Linked DNA regions of Danio rerio: region 1 is linked to region 2. A link is a contact called in public Micro-C data. All regions are on one chromosome and are shown on one strand. Each heading gives the region's core, a stretch centred on a gene start, on an enhancer-like site or on the middle of the called end of the contact. The rest is flanking DNA. Distances are from core to core; before and after follow the strand shown.

Region 1 (6,415 bases), core at 2,507-5,006, 41 kb before region 2:
TCAAAGGCTAAAGTGTCATTTTAATTCTTCTTCAAATATTTCCCAAATGCTGTTTAATGCGGAGTATTTTTTTCAAAACATTTTTAAATATAATATTTTTAAAAATAATTTAATAACGTTTTTCCTATGATGACAGTACATAACATTTCACTAGTTATTTTGCAAGATATTGGTGCGCAATTTAAATTATTATTAACTAGTTTATTCATGTTAATTAGGAAAGTTAGGTAAATTAGCAGTGGCTTTTTTCATAGTCAATCGAAAACATTCATTCATTAATTTTCCTTCAGCTTAGTCCTTATTCATTAGGGGTCGCCACAGCGGAATACCATCGACTATTCTAGCATATGTTTAACGCAGTGGATGCCCTTCCAGCTGTAACCCAGTACTAGGAAACAATAAAAAAAATGGTTTCTAATAATTTTGATCCTAAGGTAAAAAGTAACTTTTATTCCAACTAAACTAAAAGAAATAAGAGTTTCGCCACAAGAAAAATACAATAGAAAATGTACTTTCTGTTAATTATCACTTTGAAAAGTATTTGAAAAAAATTGCCTTTAACTGTATCTGATTTCTTAAACCTTGTCAGTAACAAGCTGCTTATTACTTGCAACTTTAGTCTGTTTTTATCCAAATTAAATAAAAAATTATAATAAACTCAAAGCCAGCATGTCACATATAATCTCTAATCTTCAAAGCTTGTCTTCTCGGACGGATTTGTCCAAACAATGGGAACGGACGGCATGGTTAATCCAGCAGTCGCCGTCTCCATGAGCAACTACCAGAGCTGCACATTTTATCCATCCGGAAGAAAGACTTGGAGCACGTAATAACACCGCAGGACTGCTAAAAAGACATGTCTCATTTGCCTGGAAGTTCAGAGTTTCTCACAGGACGGTGCTAATTCACGCTCCTCAAGTCACAGATAAGTGTTTGCGCTCCACTCAAAAACTCTTTCTTAGGCTTAAATGAGCTTCAGGTCTAATAGTTAAAGGAAGACTTCACTGAAAAATGTACAAAAAAATTACAATAAAAAAATTACAATAAATTTTTTTAAATCTATATGGAAGTCATGTTTTCAAATACTGGGCTGTTGCTGGAAGAGCATCTGCTATATAAAACATATGCTGAATATGTTGGCAGTTCATTCCTCAGTGGCGACCCCTGATGAATAAAGGGACTAAGCCAAAGGAAAATGAATGAATGAATGAAGTCAATGGTTATCAATTTCCAGCATTCTTCAGAATTCACTGTAAAAACAATTAGTTGACTTTATTTAAAAAGTAGGTAAACCCGTTGCCTTAAAATATTTTAAGTAAATGATTAAAAACGATTATAAAACGTAACTTAAACCAACTTTATAGTACAGGTTACGATGAGTTTACTCATATTTCTAAGTCAGTTTGTCACTTCTAGATTTACACAGATTTACACACTTTTTTAGGTAAAGTAAATAATTATTTGTTACAGTGTATCTTCTTTTGTGTTCAACAGAAGAAAAACACAACTTTGTAACAAATCAAGGGTGAATTAATGACAGATTTTCATTTTTGGGTGAACTAACCCTTTAATTAATGTATTTGGGTAATTCAACGAATGGAAAAGGTTTACACAACACCCTTTCTGACTAAAACTGAAAACTTTTATACATTTATTTTTGTTTATTTCATAGTTTTTTGTTTATTTCAAGTTTGATTTTAGGGGGCTAAAAATGCACATTTTTACAAATAGAGGTTTCAAAGTGCACATTTTGGAAATCAGATTACAAGTTCAGTCAATGACATTCCCAATTACTGGCATTTTATGCACAATTCTGTGTTTTCATAAATCCACTTCAAAGTTTGTGTTGTTGTAACTGTCATCTGTGCACAAAACTGTTTTTTGTTTTTTTGTTAAACTGTTTTGTTTTTTTGTTTTTCTGTTTTAAGTACATAATTTTCGTGTAAATGTTCATTTTTTGTAAAACAAATGTTTAGATTTTTAATCTATACTTTTTTTTAGCTTTTAACCATTTTGAATCACCTTATTTTCTGTTTATTTAGTTTTTTTTTTTATTTTGTTTTTGAAATTACAAGTGCAAACTTCACAATTAAAATACAACTGACATTTATGCATGATCCTGGACAGAAAAATACATTGTTACAAATAAATTTAAAGGACATTCAATTTTAATTGAAGTACAGCACTGTTTGTTGTTATTCCATGTTATAATTAACTTTTTTTGTGCTTGATAATTGTTTACAACCACTTAACATGAAAAATTTAGCAAATCCAAAGAATCATCTTCGAATATTTTTTTTCAGTGTATTATACACTGAAAAAAAAATTATTCAAAGATGATTCCTTGGATTGGATTTACTCAATTTTTTACGTTAAGTGGCTGTAAACAATTTATTTGGGCTGAATTTAAACAAACAAATTAAGTTAAACATTATTAAATTTAATTTGTTTGTTTAAATTCAACACAAATAAATTGTTCGCAACACTTCTGCATGCAACACTTTTTTCAGTGCAGGACAAAGCTGGAAATGATATTTCTTTCAGATACTTTTAATGGATGCTGATGATAACATATAATATTACAGTTTTAAAATCTTCTGCATAAAGGTATGGTGAAATATATGCATTTTACAACATCCAAAGTTCATGAGGTATGCAGTATGAATCAACATATGCCACTAGAAAATCTCATATAATGAAGGGGAAAAAAACTCCTAATGAATAAACTGGTTTTCCAGTAACCTCTTTTGAATGTTAAGGGCAATAATTAATGTGACATCACATCCTGCTATTCACCTCACACACTAAAGTCGAAAGTATGTTCACTGCAGCACAATGTGCATTTGGCTAATCTTTTACCTGTCCTGCATTCTGCACCCATGAACACAGTGTGAACTCGCCGTCATTGTCTAAGTCTAGTTAATGTGTAAAAACTCATCTTACTCAAGAATGTTAACCAGCGAATTAAAAGTCTTCCTGAGGGTTCAGGTAATCGCTACACCTTTTGGAAAATAATTTTAGGATATAGGCATAATAATGAAGATCCAATATGACCATTAAACAATAAGATTTAAACACATTATATTGATTAATTAAACACTTTTGACTCAACATAATCCAGAATTGTGAGGAAGTAATATAATAAATGCTGATTTATCCAGATTTTCTTCACCATCATGGATATTGTAAATGGTAGCAAAATATTCACCATGGAAGCAATTTTTAGATGTATTGTAATAAATATCCGGTCACACTTTATTTTATCGCTTTTAATAAACCATTAACTATTTGAATCAATGAACTTCTAATTTGCTGTTTATTAATAGTTATTAATAGGTAGATTTAAGTAGGTCTTTGTGACAGACAAAATTAAGTAATGTATATAAATTTCAGTTTCAAAGTAACATTAATTAATGAAAACAATGACATTTAGAGGTCTGTTGTTTTAACTGACAAACAAAACGACCAACTTCAACGTACTATTCAAAGGACAAGCAAACAATTGACATGTTAGTAAGGTATAATAGACATGGCTGCTGTAATAAGATATCTGATACACAAAATTGTTATGTAAAGTAGTTTATTGATATGCCGGTCGCCACTTGTGACACTGTTATCTGGTTTTTACGTGTAAAAAAATAAAAGCAGAAGTACTTACAGGCTTCGGCATTGTGAGTCTTTTAAGGGGAGCCGCTGAAGACAGAAACCTGAGACGCGCGCGGGACCTTTAACAGGCTGTGTGTTGAACGCCGATCTGAACACTGGACGCTAGATACTCATTTCTGACTCATTTTCGATAGATGGTGTCAAAGCCTCGCCCCAGTGATAGCTACGATAAGTTAGTTAGACAGGTCGAGTTAAAGAGTGCCAGCGGGTCTCTGCTAAACCGCGCACCTGCGCCGTAAACTCGACCTTTGCTCGCGGGCTCGCGCTCCTCACGGCGACGCGACGCAATCGGAGCGCGTTCACGTTCCCGTTGCTTTGAATGGAATGGTTCTTGTCCTGCTGTGGCATAGGTAATCATCATAGGAGCGTTTTTAACTGCTCACTGTCACATTATTACAACATTAGTCCGTTCACACTGGGCGGAGAAAACATGGGTGCGGTTAAAACTGATAATCTAGTGCAATATCTGAGCAGTTAGGATGTACTATATTCACTTCAGAGAGGCTAAAAAAAAATAAAGTGAAACACATGATGCGTAAAATTGACTTTTCATATTGTGAAACTTTAAACATTTATTTTGCCTATTGGATTGTTTATTTTAGTCTTATTTTAAAATATGTTCCATCAATAATTTATTTCTTAAATTCCTAAATATATACTTTTAATCTACTTATTATTTGTGGGCGTGTGTGTGTGTGTGTGTGTGTGTGTGTGTGTGTGTGTGTGTGTGTGTGTGTGTGTGTGTTGTTTTTATCCATTCATTTTCTTTTCGGCTTAGTCTCTTTATTAATCTGGGGTCGCCACAGCGGAATGAACCGCCAACTTGAACAGCTGCAACCCATCACTGGGCAACATCCATTCACAATTATTCCCAGACATACACTACAGATAATTTAGCTTACCCAATTCACCTGTACCACATGCCTTTGGACTTGTGGGAGAAACCGCAGCACCCGGAGGAAACCCACGTGAACGCAGGGAGAACATGCAAACTCCTCACAGAAATGCCAACTGACCCAGCCGAGGCTCGACCCAGCGACCTTCTTGCTGTGAGGCAACACAGCACTACCTACTGCGTCACTGCGTCGCCGCATTATTTTCAATAAAGAAGAATTTTAAGTACATTTTTAAAAACAATGCAATTTGTTTAAATTTGTTCTATCTATAAAGCTCTAATAACATTTCTCCAAATTGTAAAATAAAAAGTAGAGTCATTTAGAAGGTTTTTTTTTTTGTTGAGCTGCATGTACAAAATAATGATTGTTTAGGATGTCTTCACAGACACCTTAAATTGAAAACAATTATTTATTTTATTTACTAAAGGTAAGTGGTTACAAACAATTTTTATAAACTCAATTTAAACAAACATTTTAAGCCGTACATAACTACATTGAATTTGTTTGTTTAAATTCAGCACTGGTTTCCCCCACAAGTCCAAAGACATGTGGTGTAGGTGAACTGGGTAAGCTAAAATGTCTGTAGTGTATGTGTGTGAATGAGAGTGTATGGGTATTTATCTGTGATGGGTTGCAGCTGGAAGGGCATCTGCTGTGTAAAACATACTCTGGATAAGTTTGTGGTTCATTCCGCTGTGGCAACCCCAGAATAATAAAGGGAATAAGCTGAAAAGAAAATGAATGAATGAATTAATTAATTAATTAATTAATGTTTGCAGATGCCACTTGGCTTATCAATAAAGCTTTGCATGCTTATTAAAAAAAATCTGAAGTAGGTTAAAAGTATTTGCAAAGACTTTCTGGGGAAATTTCCAACATTATTTGTTGGTGCTTGGTACTTGGTTTGACATTTAGTAATCTAATGTAGGGCTATTAGTTCTCAATGCGTGTCACGACCTATTAGCAGTGACAGTATGGGAAGAAAAGGTCGTCTACATGTTTGAGAGATCATATCATGTTGCAAACCTTACAATGTCAAAATCGTTCTTATGATTCAGTTTGTTAAAAAAATACACAAACTCAGGAGTTTTATTGGTTTGAAACAGTCTGATATATATATACATAAATTGGGGAAAAATAAACAAGAGGGCTAATAATTCAGGGGGCTAAAAATTCTGACTTCGACTGTATACAGATAATAGTTTTAATAACTCATCTCTAATAACTGATTTATTTTATCTTTGCCATGATGACAGTAAATAATATTTTACTAGATATTTTTCAAGACACTTCTATACAGCTTAAAGTAAAATTTAAAGGCTTAACTAGGTTACTTAGGTTAACTAGGCTGGTTAGGGTAATTAGGCAAGATATTGTATAACGACTGTTTGTTCTGTAGACTGTTAAAAAAAATATAGCTTAAAGAGGCTAATAATTTTGTCATTTAAATGGTGTTCAAAAAAGTTAAAAACGCTTTTATTCTAGCCTAAATAAAAAAAAATTAAGACTTTCTCCAGAAGAAAAAAATATTATCAGACATACTGTGAAAATGTCCTTGCTCTGTTAAAAAGAAATTGAAAAATATTTGAAAAAAGAAAAAAAATTAAAGGAGGGCTAATAATTCTGACTTTATATAACCATTATTATACAATAACTTGCCTAATTACTCTATCCTGCCTAGTTAACCCAATTAACCTAGTTAAGCCTTTAAATGTCACTTTAAGCTGTATAGAAGTGTCTTGAAAAATATCTAGTCAAATATTATTTAATGTCATCATGGCAAAGATAAAATAAATCAGTTATTAGAAATGAGTTATTAAAACTATTGTTTAGAAATGTGTTGAAGAAATCTT
Region 2 (5,733 bases), core at 2,883-5,382:
CTTTATTGACAGAACAGTAAGTCATCCCTGTGGGTACTTATGTAAAATTTAAGAGTTGAAGTTGCTCAAATGTAGTATATCTTTCAATTGAAATAATCAGATATGTTTTGTTCCCAATTAGACATGGGCTGGTTTCTGACGGTATGATAACTTTGGAAAAACGGTTTCACTGTTTTACAGTATTGTTAGCTGCTGTAAAATAATTTTTAAATGTCTTAATAAAAAACAACAACTGCTTTCCTCATTTAACACAATATATAACATTTTAGGAAACATTTACAGTATTTTGAAACAGTAAACATGCCAGGGCTACATAATTAAAATAAACCATTGACTTCTGCTCTCTTCATGAGCTTTAAAAACACAGATTTCCCTTACAACATATAAAAAACATTTAAAAAAAACTCTACATATACCTTAGAAATGCTATAACAAAACATTATTGTCGTTTTAATATTCTGACTTCTCCAAACCCCACTAAACCTTGAAACCGGTCATCGTCCCATGCCTACTCCCAATATTTTGTTTGACAAAAGGACAATTTGAGTATTTGTTTAGATCTGTCCTGTATGCCTCAGAGGCAGATCCTACAAGGTGTTTTTGCATTGTACTGAAACTGCTCTGCTGTTTTATTTTATTTTAAGATGTGTTAATTGTGCAATAGGTCATTTTCTTCTGAATTTTTTTTTGTTGTTCTCGTTGTAAGTCTCTTCACATCCTGATGGCAATGTGTGGCTATTTTTTACAACTAAAAATTACACTTTTACAGCTACTTGGGAGTTTTGCACCAAAAATACCTTCATAGTTTAGGACCAGACCAGGAAAGGTTAATTCAATCAATCATTCAGTCTGAACAAGGGTGTAGATTTGCTCTTGACATTGGTGGGGACATACATCCCTATAGCGCATGCATAGAACAGAACAACTTGTCTTTCGTGCTTTTAAAAAAATGAATAAAGGCTTTAAATGCTTAATAATTTGAATTGAGGTAAAGTTGGTTTTACATTCGTACATTCCTTCATTTAACTGTCTCTATATTGTTTACCACGCTATTTTGAATATTCAATCAGAATTAGCAGCATGTAAGTATGACTTCAAAACAACATCAACACTATCTAACTGACTGTAAATATTGTTGTATTTTGATAGTCATTGGCTGCTAATTTGATTTCCCAATTTAAAATTTGCAAAGAATACTTTTCTGAAATTATATTACAAAGCAGAATGTCTGAATGTCCGAATATAAAACCAACTTTACCTCTATTAAATATGAATAGCAATTAATGCCTAGTTCACACTAGAGGATTTTAAGCCTGATTTGAGCCCGATTTGGAAGTTAACGAGCTCGCCGACAGATCGGGCTGTGATCGGGAAGAAATCTGCGGGTGCACGGCGCTCGCCGCTCTTTATGTGTGAACTACTGAACAACGCATCAACGAGGCTCGCTGACGCGTCGCCGACACCTCGCAGACGGAAATCCAACATTCAGCATGCTAAATATTCCAGAGCAGTCGGCCGACTCAACCCCACGTGTGGTCAGATGTAGTGACGAGCTGCAGCCAATGAGAGAGCATATCAGCATGGGCTGAATGCCTGTGTGCTCAGGAGCTCAGCAGAAACATCTGTGATTGGTCAGAATGGGCATCAGTGCACTCGCTTCATTCTGCGTTAGCACAGACATGAGAGTAGACTATATTAACAGTGGAACTAGAATTCTGTAACTATTAGAATTACCATACTGCTCATTCTGACCGTTCTCATATAAAACGCCATACTGTCACAACATATTTACATTCAAAGCTATTATTGAGATATTAAAATTAAGCTTTGAATGTTTGGCATCATATTTAATGACACCATTACCCTAAAAATATCATCTTTTTTTGGTAATACAGCCTAAAAATATTTAGTTAAGATACTAAAACACTTAAAGGTCTTGGCTTTCATTTTCACTTTCAAACAGGAGCTATTCGGCACAGAATATGCTGTTTTGAAAGATATCTAAAGTAAATTGATGTTTTTGCCATCAGAAAGTTTTGTTTATGTTAGCAGGAAGTTGCCAGGCAAGAAAATGCACACATATTTAAAGTCAAAGTGAAAAGTATCAGACATGCATGCAGTCATTTTGACCAATATGGTAATTTAAGGCAGAAATGCTCAGTACTGTACTGTTTTGTAATAAAAAGAAATTTATTGTCAGAAAGAAATACACTGATAGTTAGAAAACGGCAGGGTGTTATAAATATGTTAGTTTTATTTCAAAGAGTTATAAAATTACAAAAATTAAAAACTCTCTGTGTATCTATCCACTGGAACCTGCAGATGAGTGATTAATCCGCTGATAAATCAGCTGATTTGACAATGTTTATAAATGCTTTCTCCAAAGCTTGAAACGCTGTCTGTGATGTAATCTGCACACAAGCAGCCAATAGTGTTTAGCTTTTTCTGACGACTCCGCCCTCAAAATTTCATTGGCTGTGGTTTGGTAGCTTGAATGAGCTGATGGGGAATGAGTTGTTGTCAGATCATGTAGTGTGTGACCCCCCTCTTGTGGATCGTTCACGGAGTGTTGCGTAGTGTGAACACCTCAGAGATTAAAAGACACAAAGTCAAGTCATGTAGTGTGAACGGCACAGCGATCTGCTGATGTTTAAAATCCTGTAGTGTGAACTAGGCTTAAGGAAACATGTTTCATGCTGTAAAAATCAATTAACATGATTTTACTGCAATCTGGCTCTGAGGAGGTATGAATGTAGAAAAATTTAGAGAGGCACGTCACTAGTTTAACCGTTTTATCCTTTTTATTGGAAACTAAATTTCAATTAATTGCACAGCATTGGTTAATATTATTATGGTGGACTCCAAGTGAAGCTTCTCACATCCAAACTTTATTACAGCTGTTGTTAACAGCACAAATAGGCCCAATCAATGACACTGTCCTTGGGCCTCATCACACACCCGGCGCAAGGTGCGACGCAATTGTTGTTAGCTAGTTTCAGCTTGGCCCAACGCAAAGCGCGTTAGTCATGCGCCTCGCTTACACACTGACAAAACGTAAAATAATAACGTTTCCTTGTGATGTCAGGCTGGAGGATGTGTACCTGCAAAAGACATTATTCAGTCTGAAGTGAGTGAGTGAGTTGGGGTAGGGTGTCTGGGGATGTTTTCTGTCTGATGAATGAATAGGCTGGATACCCATTCATTGGCGGTCACTTTTGACTGGGAACACCACAGGTGTAACAAGGTTGATTAAAACACTCAAAATTCAACGAAAGGGCTGATCATCACTTTTAATCACGACAGGAAGGTTAAACCAAAGTCAACAAAAGTATCTTTTTGCTTATGCACACAATAGGTAATTTTCTCCATAATGAAAACATTTTTTCAAAACATCAATCAAATCTAGCATTTGTGGTGGATTAGGTTTACACCAGCATCTAGTAATGGCGCTTTTATTTCAAGCAAGGATGACAATACATATATATGACAATACATATATTGTTTTTTTCTTCCATCGACAGTGTAAATACGATCAATTGAAGTATTTAAGATAATTTCTAAAATGCTATCTATGTATCGCTTTCAGAAAACTTCCCCAAAATATGTGCAAATGGTTAGTGTCCTGTGATCCGCAATTGCTCCAACAAATAATATTTCTCCAGCAAAACTCTCTCCAATACTTTGCTGTTTTTTTGTTGTTGAAATCTTGTTAGTCAGATGTAAAAATGTAAATGTCAGCTAACATAAGAATGTGTTTTAAAATATTTTAATTGTTATTTACTGTCTGAAAATGTTGACAATACGTGATTGCAGGATGCAAAAATGTAGTTTATTATATCTCTGTAAAAGTTATTGCAATTTAGCACCCTCTTTTGTCTCATGTCTCAAGAATCATTGGTATGACATGCTGTTTAAAAAACACGTTTCCAAACCTTTCATTTTCATTCCATTTCCCTTTAAACAGAGCTTTTAAATGTAATCGCTGTCCAATGGCTCCTCAAACTGTAAGAACAGTGTTGGTGCAATGTTTTTCCAAATGGCGTTTGAAGTTGAACATGTCTAGACTTGACCCTGGCCTGCAGGGGGTTTGCGGTTAGCTTCTGTGCTACACTTTCAGCATGCTGCATTTAGTCTCCTGACCTGAGAGCTGTTCCTGGTTTATGTCCTCTGGCATCTTGTGCCGGAGCCAGAAACACTGACCCTGAAACACTGTGACCCTCTTATTTTTCCGGATGGAGTTTGTCCAGCTACATACATTGCTGATGCCACACTGTCTAATGTAAGATTTGGCAGTACCTTTGCATATGAGCCTCTCCAGTATGAAATGAACAAGATCAGTCATCTTTGAACTATGTGCATGGCTGACTCTGAATGCTGTCGCTGGCTACATTATAACCAGTGTTGCGTATTCAGATGAGCATCTAGCAAAAAGCTTTTTCAATCTCCTTTTTTATATATATTAGGGTTGGGCGATGTTGACCAATTTGGCATCATATGATGTCTTATGTGAAACATTGCGATGGATGATGGCATTATTGATGTAAGCGGCGGTGAATTAAGTATGAATAATTAATTCATAAATAATTTATATTAATATTTTTAAATTATCAATAATTAATAATCATTTTAAATTAATAATAATTCTTAAATTATTTGTAGATAACCCTTTCAACTACCTGACCCGCTTAATCTTTGTTTTACCCATAACCAAATCATGAATAAATAAAGATAAGTTGCACACAAATTACCATTAATCACTTTTTCAGCAGAACTCTGGCATGAATAGGCAGAGTGATCTGTGTCATTGTAATGGCGTCGTCAATGGTGTTATAATGGCATTGGCTGGTAAAAAAGGTGCACAACCAACCAACAATTTTGAGGTTTTCGTTAAAAATATTAAAAGTACAAGCGTAAAAGTGAAAGATTGAGGCAGTGTACTGACACTGACACGTTACGTGATAGACACACCAATGTGGACGTGAATTGTTTTCGTTCTAAAATGCCATTTCACAATTAAGACGTGTTAGTGTAAAGGGGCTTAAGTGTGTATTTTTCACAAGCAGGTTGCTGCTGCAACAGGAACGGGGAGGAGAATCGCAAGGCTCAATAGTGTGATGTCTATCTAATATAGATATTTTATTTTACTGTCTCATCCACTTACGTTGTGTAGATTTGCAGAGATGGACAAAGACTATAGAATACACAAGACGTGTCACTTGGATAGTTTTGAATGGAGAATAGTGTAACGGTTAGTATGGTGAAGGAAGCCCCACATTCTAGTACAGGAGCCAATCAGCGATTGATATATAGACCAGGAGTGTCCAAACTCAGTCCAGGAGGGCCGGTGTCCTACTGAGTTTAGCTCCAACTTGCTTAAACGCACTTGCTTAAATGCCGGGAAGCTATCTGGTACAGGGATGTCAAACTCAATTCCTGGAGGGCCGCAGCTCTGCACAGTTTAGTTCCAACCCTAACTAAACACACCTGATCAAACTAATTGAGTCCTTCAGGCTTGTTTGAAACCTACAGGTAAGTGTGTTGGAGCAGGGTTGGAACTAAACTGCAGGGCTACAACCCTCCAGCAATTGAGTTTGACATCCCTGATCTCCTATCAGGTGAAGTTTTTTTTTCCCTCTCCGCTGTTGCCTCTGGCTCGCATGGTTCAGGATTGGTAGATCTACGCTTCGATGAATTTGCTCTTCAGTGTTTGAACTCTCAGTAATGATTTTAAAT

Evidence for each region. Hi-C and Micro-C count contacts between places; a contact is called where the count stands out from the background.
Region 1: a contact with region 2 is called in a Micro-C map of caudal fin, with 3 times the contacts expected there. The contact joins the promoter of ezra here to the enhancer-like site in region 2. A contact is called at or near these places in 2 of 18 Hi-C or Micro-C datasets (caudal fin and hematopoietic stem cells).

What each region holds. Positions count from the first base shown.
Region 1 is chr17:50,402,446-50,408,860 of GRCz12tu, reverse strand. ezra (ezrin a) reads right to left here and starts at 3,756. Exons shown (of 13, transcript NM_001020490.1): 1 at 3,659-3,756. The coding sequence starts at 3,670.
Region 2 is chr17:50,362,075-50,367,807 of GRCz12tu, reverse strand. All of the region lies in intron 1 of znf106a (zinc finger protein 106a), which reads left to right. Among named protein-coding and RNA genes, the nearest start is that of znf106a, 4.4 kb to the left of the region's middle. Within about 2 kb of position 4,132, at least 10 of the 62 cell types and tissues checked have an H3K27ac peak or open chromatin away from gene starts, as enhancers often do. A contact at or near this core is called in caudal fin, where this site is marked.